2 separate regions of the Zea mays genome follow, and region 2 is linked to region 1. The links are chromatin contacts, called in public Hi-C maps. All regions are on one chromosome and are shown on one strand. Each heading gives the region's core, a stretch centred on a gene start, on an enhancer-like site or on the middle of the called end of the contact. The rest is flanking DNA. Distances are from core to core; before and after follow the strand shown.

Region 1 (7,199 bases), core at 3,489-5,988:
GTTTGAAGTGGAGAAGAGGTCCGGCTGGTGGCATCCTATCGTCTATTGAGGGTTGGGTCCGGTGGCATCATACTTGATGACAATTGAAAGTAATTTTAATCAACTTGTCATGAGTAGTGAGTCTTTTATAAAAAATAAGCTGAAATAAGCACCCTTTGATGAGCTTATAGGATTATCATAATCTCAAATGCTAAATTATATAATTTTATTAGATAAGTTGCTTGTTTGTTTCCCCACTAGCTTATTTACATTGGATTATATAATCTACATAAATTATAATCTCAAACAAAAAGTCCTTAATCAGAGATCAGCGAGGTCTCACGAGTGAGAAGGCGAGAGCTTGTCCAAACGAGCATTTTCGGGCGTGTGAACACCCATTTCAGCAAAGCCGTCGTTGTCCAGTTCAGCGAAGCGCATTCTGCGGCTTTGGCGTGACCCATTCTGCTAGCTCAGCACTGAGAATACGCGTCCGCTGCAGCGTTGGCGTACAGGCCGGACTACATTAGCCAACGCGTATCGGCAGTGGCAAACCCTCTTCGCTTCTAACTCCGCTGGGCCACCAGCTTTGACCGCCGCCTCCCTTCCCCTCCGCTACTGCTCCTCCCCACCCCACTCCCCCGCAGGAGCGGCGGCGGCGGCGGCGAGGTCGTACCCCACATCGGCGAGCGGCGGCGGCACCGCCGGAGGCAAAGGCAAGATGTTCGGGCGCGCGCCGAAGAAGAGCGACAACACCAAGTACTACGAGATCCTCGGGGTGCCCAAGTCGGCGTCCCAGGACGATCTCAAGAAGGCCTACCGCAAGGCTGCTATCAAGAACCACCCCGACAAGGGCGGTGACCCCGAGAAGGTCCGGACCACCCCCTCTCCCCTCTTGCGATCTGGCCTTGATCCGATCTGGCGTGATCCGTTGCGGTAGATCGAGGTTCTCGGCAGCCTTCGCGTCTGGTAGATTTACCTCAGGAAGGGTTGCATGTTGGTCTTGATGTTTAGGTTTGGATTCCTCGTCCTCGGTAGATTCGTTGATGCTTCTGTAGGTAACAAGCCGCGATTGGTAGTTCCTGTTGCATGCGCTGGTTTGTGGTGGTCGATTCGCGGTCATGTGTACCATGATTGCGACCTTAGTTGCGTAGGGGATTCGCGAGAACCATCTCCGTGTGCTTGCTGCGGTCAGAATCCTAAGCAGGTGAAACCGAACAGTTTTTTAGCTTGCATGCCATGTGCGGTTCTCGCGGTCATGTGTTATGAACTTGTGATTCACCTCGCACATGTATATTGGCTAGTATTTCTTTTTCGATGACAGGCAACGACGCAACGTCGCAGCTGGCTCAGGTGCAAACATTTGTAGTTGGGGGTTTTCATCGATTTTTTAGTAGTGCCTGCATTGTTCATTTTGTGCTGCAGGTTGCTCAGTTACATGGTAACCAAGATGCATGGTGGTTATAATTCATTTCTCCAGATATTTATTACTCTAATGGTTGTGTTATATAATCATGGCCTCATGGGAAGCCTATCCTTGTCACCTTGTTTCAGCAAGGTATCTGTGGTCATCCAGGAGCTGTTCAATATCTGTTTGCTTTACCTTGATTGCCCTTTTGTATGTTCCTAGGCTTTTTCTGTCTGTTATGTAGCATATTGTGTGTTTTCTTATCTTGTGAAGCTTAGAAGGTTTGCTTGTTTGGTATAATCACCTGGAGATCATTGGCTGTATTCCTTTTGTATTAAAACTCGTGTTTTTTTTTTTGCAGATGTTACATGTGTTTCCACCACATTATTTGAGCCAGTAATATTGTTTTTGCAGGCTATATGATTGTTCTATTTCTTGCTTATTTTGTATACCATAATAGTGCTGCTATATACAATGATGATTTTGTTTAATAAAAAAACATATATAGAAGTGACGGATGTAAAGATATATGTTCTCTTCAACTAGTTCAGTCTGTCAGCTAAATTTCTTTTTTGATTCATGATTTGTAGAGTAAAATCTTTATTTTTAATTTATTTCAGTTCAAGGAGCTCGCACAAGCCTATGAGGTTTTGAGTGATCCAGAGAAACGTGAGATTTATGATCAGTATGGTGAAGATGCCCTTAAGGAAGGAATGGGCGGTGGAGGATCCCATGTTGATCCATTTGACATCTTCTCATCATTTTTTGGACCCTCTTTTGGAGGTATTGTACCCATATTCATTTGTGACTGTTTTTTTGGTACGCTCCTTTATCAAATGTGATAATGACTGGCTTTTATTTGTTTTATTTGCAGGAGGTGGTGGAAGCAGCAGGGGAAGAAGGCAAAGGAGGGGAGAAGATGTAGTTCACCCACTTAAAGTTTCTCTGGAAGATCTTTACAATGGCACCTCAAAGAAGCTCTCTCTTTCGCGCAATGTCATCTGCTCCAAGTGCAAGGGGTTAGTTTTGTTTGCCCTTACCAGTTAATCGAATCATTTTATTTTAAAATAACTTTGGTTGAGCGTTCTTTTGTCTTTTTTTCAGCAAGGGCTCGAAGTCTGGTGCCTCAATGAGGTGCCCTGGTTGCCAGGGCTCAGGCATGAAAGTCACTATTCGTCAGCTGGGCCCTTCCATGATACAGCAGATGCAGCAGCCTTGCAATGAGTGCAAGGGGACTGGAGAGAGCATCAATGAGAAGGACCGCTGTCCAGGGTGCAAGGGTGAGAAGGTCATTCAAGAGAAGAAGGTTCTTGAGGTTCATGTTGAGAAGGGGATGCAACACAACCAGAAGATCACCTTCCCTGGTGAAGCTGATGAAGCGGTATGCTTGTTTAAGCATCGGTGTGATAAGATGTAGAGGTTACTTTTTTATGATTTGAAAATTATTCTGATGTGTTATGTTACTCGCAGCCTGATACTGTCACTGGAGACATTGTATTCGTCCTCCAGCAGAAGGATCACTCCAAATTCAAAAGAAAGGGTGAAGATCTCTTCTATGAGCACACCTTGTCTCTGACCGAAGCACTATGTGGGTTCCAATTTGTTCTTACACATCTGGACAACAGGCAGCTTCTCATCAAATCAGACCCTGGTGAAGTTGTTAAACCTGGTAAGCCCCCTTTTTTTCTTATAGATCTCAATTCTCACTTCTGCAACTGTATTTGTAATCCTTGTCTGCTAAATTTGAGCAGACCAATTCAAGGCGATTAATGATGAGGGGATGCCAATTTACCAGAGGCCTTTCATGAAGGGGAAGCTGTACATCCATTTCACGGTGGAGTTCCCTGACTCGTTGGCACCAGAGCAGTGCAAGGCTCTCGAGACAGTACTTCCACCAAGGCCTTCATCCAAGCTGACAGACATGGAGATAGATGAATGCGAGGAGACGACTATGCATGATGTGAACAACATCGAGGAAGAGATGCGCAGGAAGCAAGCTCACGCTGCCCAGGAGGCGTACGAGGAGGACGACGAGATGCCGGGCGGAGCCCAGAGAGTGCAGTGCGCGCAACAGTAAGCAGACTATCATCAAGGCAATTGGGAGGGGTGGTGCCCTTAAAGCATGGGAGTGATCTCTGGTTTTGCTGTCGCCGAGCTGGGAAATAGGAAGCTGAATCGACCTCGCAAGCGGGGAATGTATCCTTTTTTGCTGCAACATAAAAAATGCTACCCAGGCATAGCTGGGTACCTTTTAACTTCTGTTTGTGGGATTTGCTAGAGTGATGGTTTCGATATATAGGGGGACTTGAATGTCTGGAATGCTACGGTATAACGCACATTTGGGTGCAATGTCTGTTGCATTGCTGTCTGAATGACATCGTTGGTACATTTATTTTCATGTAACGCCTGTAGTTTGCTAATCAACAAGCTTGGAATGGCCTGATTGATGATGCCTGATAATTTGTCCTTTACAGGTTATAAAGGTGCTGCTAAGAAACAATAGTCATTTGTGGAGCGTAACATAACGGTGAGCAGTCTAGCCTTGTTGGATCGTGACATGGAACTTGAGGCCAAGTTTGCAGTAGTTGCCGACGCTGCAGACGTAGTAGCGCACGCCTTTATAGTCGAGCGGGACGACGGCGGGCGGGACGCGGAAGTTGTTGTAGGGGTCGTCGGTGGTGCAGTCCTCGTACTCCCTCCTGGACACCTGCACCACGTCGTAGAACCCAATCTGGAACCTGAAAACTGAACGGGGAGCCGGTGGCGGCATCACTAGAGAGTGCTGTTGTATCGTAAGCATCATCGACTCGGCAGACGGCAGCCAATGCAAGAGAACGCTCACCGAGGTTGTCGCCGGCGTAGAACGTCCTGTTGTTCGACCAGGCCATGTACAGGTCGTCGCGCAGCGGGATGGACCACATCGAGCCCCCGACGACGTGGTCTGTCGCCACCGTGGCCAGCGGCACGTGGACGGTGAGAAGGACGACGGCGGTTAGGAGCGTGGCCATGGCCGCCGCGCCGAGCGTCCCCATCCTGGATGCCCACCGCTGTTGGGTATGGCAGAATAGAATACGCGAAACGGAAGAGAAGAGAAGGAAACCGCTGTTTGTTGGGACACCAAGGAGAAGGGGACGTTGCTCCGGAGCGGTTATTACTGGCAATACACACCCGTTGCTAAGCGCTAACCATTCGTGCCACTGAATATCTGCAACTATTCTGTATGTTGACCTACCTCTACCTGTGACTGACAATGATTGTCCGGTAATCAGTCCACAAGCTGTGGCCATCGTTGTCGTAGGAGATGCAGGCGAAAGTGCCCAAGGGCCAGGTGGTTCCATTTCTGAATTCCAGTCCCCGTTTTCTCGAGGGAAGTACGGTGCAGTTTCACTCGCAAGGTCGCCAGGAAGATGTCCATACAACACTCATCGCACAATGGATGGCCCACCACTCCACTCAAATAGTCGAGCTTGCCCTTTGTCTTGGTCAGTTTCCTCAGGCCCCAGCCCCCAGCCGACCTCCGTACATGTCCAGGGGGCAGGGCCGGTTCTGCTGCATGAGATACACGGTGGATCCGGACATGGGACTTCTCAAGGTTTCGCGGAATCATCCAACGACCGCACAAAACGCCGGCAGCCGCGACACATTCTAGAGAACGGGAAGGCCCTGCACTGCGGTCGGCACTGCCGTGTGGAGGTGAAGAAGCAAAAGCAAAAGGCGCGGCGATGGAAAGGCCCTCCGAATTACCCAGGTTTTGACGTTAATACAACTGCCGCGCAGCAAGAAAAAAAAAAGGAGGAAGTAACTTTCTTGGAACAACAACACCCATCGCTCTCTCCACTCTTTCCCAGTCTCCCCGGTGAGACGAGCAGAGCTAACTATATATACCACCAGCAGTAAGAACAAGAACAAGAACGCGCCGAGCTTGCCAAGAAAGTCAACACGCGCCCTCCGCGACTGCCAGCATGAGCCTCGACACCACCTCCGCGATCGCGGTCGCCGCGGCGGCCGCCCTCGCGGCGCTCATCGTGGCCATCGTCGCCGCGGCGTCCGCGGGCGCATGCGGCGGACCGCCGGGCGGCGCAGCCGCGGTGCACGACGTCGAGCGCGCGCTCGGGGACGCCACGCTCATGACGTACGAGCAGGCGCGGGCGGCCGCCCGGAAGAGCGCGGCCGCGGACGAGGAGGCCCCGCGCTGCGCGCTCTGCCTGTCGGAGTTCGCCGGCGGCAGGGCGGGCGAGCTCGTGCGGGTGGTCTCGGCGTGCGGCCACTTCTTCCACGCGGAGTGCGGCGTCGACGCCTGGCTCAGGGCGCGCGGGACGTGCCCGCTCTGCCGGGCCGAGGTGTGGGCGACACTGCCGCGCCCCGAGTGCCCGCCGTTGCCGGCGCGATCCGGCGGCGCCACTGTGGGCTCGCGTTAGTGAGACAGTAGTGTGTGTGCTACACAGTGGGATCTTACACTGTATGTTTGGTTACTCGCACCGTCTTATGTTGGACCACCGTATGCGTTGACTCTCTCTGAGCTGATGTTTAGTTGGCTGTACAAGAGGGACGCAGCCTGCATGAGCGGATACAAAATAAGCCATTTCATAGCTATTTAGTTGCATCCACTCGTACGCAGAAAAATACAGTATTAGGTCAGACAGGGTCACCCGAGCCTGCTTGTCCGGATACAGACATCCAATCAGGCCAATAGAGTATTCTTTGGCACATTATTTCAGAGGCAAAAGTTCCTCTCTGTCCTCCTCCCTCATCTTCTGTATCGACTTGGTGACAACAAAAAAATCGGCAGTACTACTACTGCGCAATCCTAAAAGACTTTACCCCTACGTTCAAGCACTTAGGACAATTAGTGTGTGATCAAATTATTTTATTATAGTCAAACTTACAACATCATATCATATACATGTATCTATTAACGTAAAAATATAACATCACTTACTCAATTGACTATTTAGCATCACTTACCTAAGCTTTTTAGATATAAAAGTGGAGACACTTTTCATCTAAAAAAGGAAACATCAGATCTCATAGTCGCATGTGGTGCAAGGACATGGATGTTTTGGACGACAATAGGCAAAAATCATATAAAAAACATGACCTTAAATTTTCCATTTATATTACCCACTTTACTGTTATGAAAGATAACAACCCACTAAAGATGTGTTTGATTTCTAGTGACTAATTTTTAGTCAATCTATTTTATTCTATTTTAGTCCCTAATTTTAAATACAGAAACTAAAATAGAGCTTTAGTTTGCATATTTAACAATTTAGTGAAAAACGAAATAAAATATAATTAGTCCATATAAACTAAACATTTATTTGAGAGGCGGAAAAATCACCCCCTTCTCTATTTTTTTTGTCTCTCAATTCTCGTGTCGGCTCTTTTGCTCCTTGTTGGATTCTGGGCTTATGGCAATGGCCGACGCGCTGCACTGCAGCCAGCAATAGGATACAGGGTTCAAGGTCACGTACACAGGATCTCTGAGAACAACTCCACCTAACCCGCATCTTGTTGGCAAGTGGCAACCAGGAACGCCCTCATATTTGGAAAGAGCCAGCAAGGAGATCATGATGAAAACTCCTCCAACTGACGACAGCAACTCGGATTGCCGCTGACGACTGACCGGACCGCAGCGGTCCTCTTCTCTTCTCTCCGCGTTCTATCAACCTTAACAATCGGATCGGGGCAGGGGAAAAAAAGACAGAGTCGGAAACAAAAGTTTCCTTTTGGTCCCTCGAACAACAGCTACTACTCAACTGAGGTGAAAGTCGCCTAGAGGGGGGGTGAATAGGCGGAACCTGAAAATTAAAAC
Region 2 (7,199 bases), core at 1,294-3,793, 210 kb before region 1:
TGGTACATACGGTTGAGCTGAGACAGGGTTAAAACTGGTCTGGAATCTGGATACAAGTACCAAAACAGGATTAATAATGATCGGGATGGGAGCAGGAGAGAATAAACAATGGCAGCACCAAAACAGCCTAGAAGATCTTGTTGAACTGGCCGCTCAGGGTGTCCTTGAGGTTGGAGTAGAGCCCGTAGAGGGAGTACTGCCTCAGGTTGGAGACCTCGTACCACGAGTTCAGAACCGACTCGTGCTTGTCCGTGCCAGAGAAAGCCAGCTGGATGCCGACGCTGCAGTCGACGGGCCCTTGGCTCTTGCAGCTCTGCGTCCTGATGGCGCATGTCTGTTTGCCGAGGCAGACGAAGTTCGACTTGCCGGAGCAAGCGCCACAGCCGTCCTTCTTCCAGTGCAAGTTTTGGAGTCTGCCTTTGTTGAACTCAAGTACCTACAGAAGAATCGTCAGGTCGCAATAAGATTCAGAACTTCTCTGTTGCGTGTTTAGATATGCTGGACATGATAGTGTGTTTGTCTCGAATCGTACCAGTGTGAAGCTGGACACTGTGACTGAGGTGTTGGATACAAATATCGGAATAGATCTAGCTGCATACTTCCTGCCGGCAAATGCTACCATGAATCCACCAGCTGAAGCCTACAAAATATGCGCATCTTTGGTGATATAATGACAGTGTTAACACTGGATGCATGCATTTAACCACGAATACAGACAGCATCTTTGGCGATATACTGGCAATGCCAACACTGGATCCATGGATTTAACCACGAATACAGACAGCAAAACAAAGGATACTTAGAGCTCACACGTGACAACCATGGCACCACGACAGTAAACTTGATGCATAAAGATGTAAAGTTCCTAGTGTTTATTTCTTTTTTAGGTCAATATAGAGAACCAAAAAAAACATTCTGAGGCATAGTGTTAAGCGGAGCATTTAAAGATCAAACATAACTAAAGGGAGGAAACCCTGGAAATTTATAGCTCAAGGGCTTAGGACTTAATACAAGTGTTACGAAGGCAGAAACCCCTACAAAATACCCCATGACATGTCGTCCACGAACATGAAATCTTTTATCTAATTAAGTTGTTGCTACAATTTACCTGTTCAGGTTAATTCATACCGCAACATTGTTATTTGTTGTTTCACAATACATCACTTAATGAATGGTAGTGCGCCTGCCATCTCTTTTACCAAGCCGATACTTTTTCTGGTTATTTGTTGTTTCACAATACATCACTTGCTTTGGACCTCATTGTACAGGACTTCCTAAAATAAATTATTCCCTGCTACTTAATGAATGGTAGTGCGCCTGCCATTTTATGCAAAAAGGTCTTAAAGAAACTCAAATCACAATCTACAGACGATCAGTGGCGGACCCAGGATTTTATGGCAGCCTAGGCTGTGAGCCAGTGCTGCGGTGCAGGCCTGCGGTAGCCTGAGCTTTGCATCCTTTTTTGAACTGGAGTCAAATACATGCTCCATACAGACGCGCGAGGCAGCCCAGGCCGTGGCCTGTGGTGCCTGTGTACTGCGTCCGCCTCTGCAGACGATGGTAAGCATATTGAGATAGCAGCTTACCCATACCCATACACATATTCAAACTACACTCTACAAACAGTGCAAAACAGTGTTTTGGCTGACCATGTCACCCATATGGTCACCAAAAACATTGTTTTACACTATTTTGCGTTGTACATTGCACTGTTTGTAGAGTGTAGTTTGAACATAGATGAGTATAGGTAAGCTGCTGGAGATAGTGTTAGGTGGCATCCAACAGTCTTACAATGCATGCTCCCCCAACAACATAAAACTAGCCCTTCTATCCTAGTGGACATTCACTGCTGCTGGAGCTGTGGATCAATATCTTGCATTGAATCAAATCACTGAGCAGAAACTCTGTTACTCCAAGGTAGCATCAGTTAGATGAACAATTTCTACAGAAAGCACCAGGATCATGCTAAACAGCCCTACTTCCAGTTAGAACAACAAATAAATGCTAATTAGCCCTACCTATGGCGTGGCAACCGAGACCTACTTCTACAAGCACGAAGAATGCAAACTCAGATGGAATTCGGATCCGCCCCAAACTTATTTATTCAAACAAGAAATTAGAAACTCAAAGCAGGTCAGGACTCAGGATCGCTTACTGGGTTGAATCCGGTAGTGGTGTTGATGGTGAGGAGGGAGATCTCGTCGACCTTGGGGCGGAAGACGGCGAGCTGCCCGGAGGCAGCGAGGTTGAGGCGGCGGTCGCAGGGGGAGAGCTGTGTGTTGCCGGAGAAGAAGGCGTTGTATCCGGCGAAGACCACCCCGAAGGTGAAGCCGTCCCCGCGCTGGATCCGTGCGTCACTGCACGGCTCGTAGACGCCGTTCGTGTCCCCCACCGCCAGCTGCGCGAGGCAGCAGGCGGCTACGGCGAGAGATATAGCAACGAGCAGCGGACGCGTCTCGTCGGCGGCTGCCATGGCGGTCGGCGGCGAGATTTTGCGGGGCGCTTTGGTGGTAAACGAACCGACCAAGCTGGCTCCAGTGAAGAACGACCGCAGTTTCTCAAGAGAGGAGGAGCCTGTTTGGTTCAGCTTTTTTCTGACCAGCTTTTCTGAGAATCTGGCTGTGGGAAAAATCTGGCTGTGTAGAGAATCTAAGTATCATTAGAATTATATGCGGAGGAAGATAAAAGTGTTCATAGGACTCAGGATCTAGAAAGTGACGGATTCCTACTATTACAACGACTCAACCGATTATGTGTTTACGTTGATTTTGAATGGTTTTTATCCAAATAAATTTTATAGAAGCTGACTGAAAAGCTGAGTGTTTGGCAGTCCGCAGCAGCTTTTGGTGGCCATAAGCTCCAAAAAGCTAAAACAAACAGGGGCGAGAGCTCGTGGTCGTGGCTAGTAGGTGACAGTGACAGCGAGTGGTGGGCCATCACTTGCGGTTGGGCGATGGGCCATTTCTGGGTCTTTGCGGGCCAAGACGGGCTGGGCTGTTTGATAAGCCTGTGGTTTCTGGTCTGGGCTTTTAGGAAACAGCTCAGAAACCAGGACTGTCTGTCTCAAGGGTTTAAATCCACAGCTTCCTCCAAAAACTATCAAAGACTGTAGGCGAAGCTGAAATATATTTTACTTTGTGGCTTTATAAAAATATAAATAATATTAAATTTGTTATGTACAAAAATAGCTAAGGGAACTTTGTGGTGAAGGTGGCTGAAACTTGAAAGTTGTTGCCTTGGTCACTGTCTTTAGTTGGTGAGCGGCTGTGACAACAACTGGAAGCGGTGACAGTGAATCCTCAGCTAATCCACCACCAACCCACACGTCCAAAACACGAACTCTCGAATTGCGCCAACAGAGAAAATGAATCAAATTAATTACCACTCACGCGCCCAACGAATACTGAAATTAGTCCTCAGCTTCCACTCTCTTTCCTTGTACTGTAGCTTTGTGTTTCCATTAGTACAATTATATACGGCAAAGATGAAGAATCAAATCAACTAAACACAATTCATTTCCCCAGAAAACAACATAATTCATCCAGATTGAAGCTCCTCCTTGTGAACAGAGCACCTATTTGTGCTTGTGAATTTGAGAGCAAACATGATAGATATGAAAGTACAGAGATTCTAGCGACCCGACGCATGCACAGCATTGAAAATGACTTGATAAAGCGAGCATTGATTAGAGGACAGCTTGCTAATTGCTGCACCCAAGTTTTATAAAAATAAAACCGTGTCTATCTGGCTTGATGTTGATTCAAATTCAATTGTATTTGTTCATCCTTGTACCCACGCCAACCTCACGTTCGTGTCCATAACTCAGCCATGGCGAAGCTCACCCTCGCTAACTCATCCCTCGCACAGGAGCATTGCAAACAGTCTAAGCATAGCTTGTTTCTAATTACCAGAAAGATTGTCAAAATACATAAAAACTAGCGAAAATTTTGTAGGCACACAGATACAACGATTCAACAAAAGCATTAAAAATGGCTCGTCCAATATTTGATTATGCACCTCTTGGGAAGCAAGCTGATACAAAACAAATAATTCAGTAGCCAAAGAAGTTTCTTTCCCACCGGGGTGAGAGCAACTCCAACAAGTACCAATAATATATCTCCCGAAACATTAGACATTAGGATCGCCTTAAAAGTATTAAATCCAATAAAAAAATAGTGCTCTAACAGCTCCATATATTTTTCCTAAAACCCTCCAAGCAGGTCCTAAGATGGTGGCACTGTTCATAGGTCCGGCCGTGTCACTTGCTCCTTGCTCTCCCCAGCTGCACCATCGCTTATTCGCTTTCACAAAACTATTTGATTTTGTCCCTAATAGCTCCCACTCTAAGCGGTTAACTATCATCAGTCCTAGGAAAAGAAGCAAAGCAAAGCAAAAGCGAGAGAGATAGAGAGAATTAGAGAAACAATTCAAATAGAAAGCGAAGAGATGACGACCATGTTCCTGTCGCCAGGGAGGGCAGTGATGGCGCTGGGCCACGGTGGCCACCGGCAGTATTCATCCGAACTGCAGATTCTGTCGTGACTGTTTGGCTGGGGGACGCCGCCGCCTCATGTTCGTACTACGCGCGCGATAAGAAGAGCGGGGGAGATGGGAAGAAGCGCCAAATCGGCAAAAGACGCGGGAACGGGAAAACGACGAGTGATTGGGAGCCTAACAGTCAAAGCTTTTGGAAGAACGGATGAGAGTCCGTTGGATGTTGGATTTTACTTTTTGTCCAAAAAAATAATTGGGACCACATTTTAAGAAATTGTTGGAGATGCTCTCAGATGTTATTGGGACAGGACAAAGACGGTTCTGGTGGTGAGATGGGTGGGGCTCAAGCCTCCCACTCCAAAACACCTAAAATTTAAAATGTACCTAGTATAATCATATTATGTATTTGTATTTTATGTTTTTATCGTTTATTGTTGTTTTAATATAATACTACTTTAAACAATTATATATATATATATATATATCTTTTGTCAGTGATTTAGTAAGATTATATTACTCTAACGGTTTAGTTTAGTCCCTTCTAAACCATCTCTAACCATATGTTTGGTTGCTGCACGGTGGTAGCCTGAACCGTATATTATAAATCATGCTCCTTATATATAGACAAGATCTGTGCATAAGGTTTTATCTAGAAAAACAACTTTAAAAGTATTCTTGTTTTGTGGCAGCGCCTGCACACACGGAGATGCCTTTTGGCTGCGTCCCCGTGGAGCCTGGCCGCGCCTCTCGTTTTCCGTCCATGCAGCTTTTAGGTGACGGAAAGCCAATCAAATAACACTTGTTTTGATGATCCGCATAACGCAGATACGGACCGTGCGGGTGCACGCCTGCGCACTCCCAACCAAACAGACGGTAACAGTTCATTTCACATTTCAAACTTCGCTCTATATCTACACCATGTACACGATCTCTGGCCATAGCCTAACGAAGCGGCATTGGACGAAAACCACCGGTGGCAGACCATGCAGGCACTTCGTGCTTCACGAGGTAGATATAGACATATTTCCTTCTTGTGCCACTCTTAATTATAAAATTACGAAATGGCAACGTTGAAATGCTGAAGAATGTAGCTGATCAGATAAGGCACAGTACAATAGAGAAGGCCTAGGGATCTCAGTGCTCAACTGATCAGACTGAAACTTTCGGCAAAGATTGATCTACGTTCTGCGAGGCATCTTATTCTTGCTGATAATTGCGGCATAAAAATAAAATGACAGCAGCGAATGTTCTGTTATAGACCTTTTCGATTATTTAATGAGAAAATTACTGTTAACCAGACTAGATGTTAACATCAACCGTTCTGAGGGAACAGAATCATCAGATTTTTTTTTTAAAAAAAAAACAAAGAGCAACCAGAACCATATCTTGTGTTCCTGACACGCCGCCTTCCTCCCCTCTGCTCTTAATCCATCCACCACATGTTTCCTCACATTTTTACAAGCAATCTAACAAAATCTGCAAGGTGGTAGTGCTAATGCTACGAGATGTCGACCGAGAATCTGTGTCCGACAGGGCATACATGCATCCAATCGATCTGCGACAGAAATTTTACATGTTTTCCGGGTGCAGTCTATTGACAATAGCCCTGACCAATATAACATCACAACCAGAAAAACATGCCATATCCCTTTCTTGTTTTAATCCCAGACAAGACATGACAATCAATAGTACAACTCAGGAGTGGACCAATAAGAGCATGCACTAGTATAATGTTGGCAGTGGGGCAGCGGCAGCCGGCATGACACAAGAGAATAGCAGTGAAACCGGTGACCTAACAAGTCCAGGCACTGGCATAAAAAATCTAATAATATTAGGCCCCCAACTTTGGCCATTTTACGCTAGTTTACAATGTTGCTTTGTTCTGTTCAGCGGCTTTTCTCCTGACACAGACTTTATACAAAAGGACCCTGCAGCACCCTCTTCCCAGGAAAAGAGAGAGAACGGCTTAAAAAAAATGGAGACAAGAAGAGGATATGTTGTTGAGTTGTTCGGTTGTTCCTCGAGGAGGTTCTAGACTAGAAGGCAGAGATGAAACTACACGTTTGTCCATCTGATCACAGTGGAAGCAAAAGTAGCACTGCAGTCTAACATTCCTTCTATGCCTGAAACAATGAGAGAAAGTTATGCAGAACCATAAAAGCATTGACAGCGTATTACTATGCGTAAGAAAAAAAAGGCGAGTAAAGTTTCAAAAGAATGATGAGGTACAGAGTATTTACATGGAAAATGTTCATTGGACCTAACAAAGAATGATACAGTGAGAGTCACAGGTTCAGCAGGGATAGCATTGTTACATTGATCCGATGAATGCAGCAATAGAATCCCACAAGAATTTCTTTGACTACCTAAGGAAGCTTCAAGCTTGTCTGCTTTAACTTTCAAGATGACTTACCAGCACTAATAAAAGGACCATATAGGTTAATGTTTCTATGATAAATGCACAATCCATCTAACAGGAGCAAAAGACTTGCAGTGCCTAAGGAATCAAACTAATGTAACAAGCATTCAATTGATGACACAATAACAATCTAACGCAGTATGCTGCTTTATTACTGAAAATGTTAAGCATACAGATTACTGAACAACCTACTACTCTTGCATTCCGTACTATGTACACTCCATTTGGAGACACTTCTCTTAACACAACACCTAAATAGAAGAAGATTAAATTCTTTCAGAGAGGC

What was found. Hi-C and Micro-C count contacts between places; a contact is called where the count stands out from the background.
Region 2: a Hi-C map of ear shows a contact between it and region 1, with 4 times the contacts expected there. The contact joins the promoter of LOC100273005 here to the promoter of LOC103643686 in region 1. A contact is called at or near these places in 6 of 25 Hi-C or Micro-C datasets (bundle sheath, ear, endosperm and 3 more).

Annotation. Positions count from the first base shown.
Region 1 is chr1:256,245,365-256,252,563 of Zm-B73-REFERENCE-NAM-5.0, reverse strand. It overlaps LOC103643686, which reads right to left and starts at 4,738. Exons shown (of 2, transcript XM_008666868.3): 1 at 4,227-4,738; 2 at 3,639-4,129. The coding sequence starts at 4,722. The coding sequence ends at 3,921. It overlaps LOC103645459 (E3 ubiquitin-protein ligase EL5), which reads left to right and starts at 4,318. Exons shown (of 1, transcript XM_008668510.3): 1 at 4,318-5,976. The coding sequence starts at 5,347. The coding sequence ends at 5,802. LOC100191411 (chaperone DNA J2) reads left to right here. Exons shown (of 6, transcript NM_001136845.1): 1 at 1-847; 2 at 2,005-2,167; 3 at 2,259-2,403; 4 at 2,489-2,765; 5 at 2,855-3,053; 6 at 3,136-3,633. The coding sequence starts at 698. The coding sequence ends at 3,461.
Region 2 is chr1:256,450,065-256,457,263 of Zm-B73-REFERENCE-NAM-5.0, reverse strand. LOC100273005 (expp1 protein) reads right to left here and starts at 2,543. Exons shown (of 3, transcript NM_001147455.1): 1 at 2,156-2,543; 2 at 533-640; 3 at 1-436. The coding sequence starts at 2,473. The coding sequence ends at 128.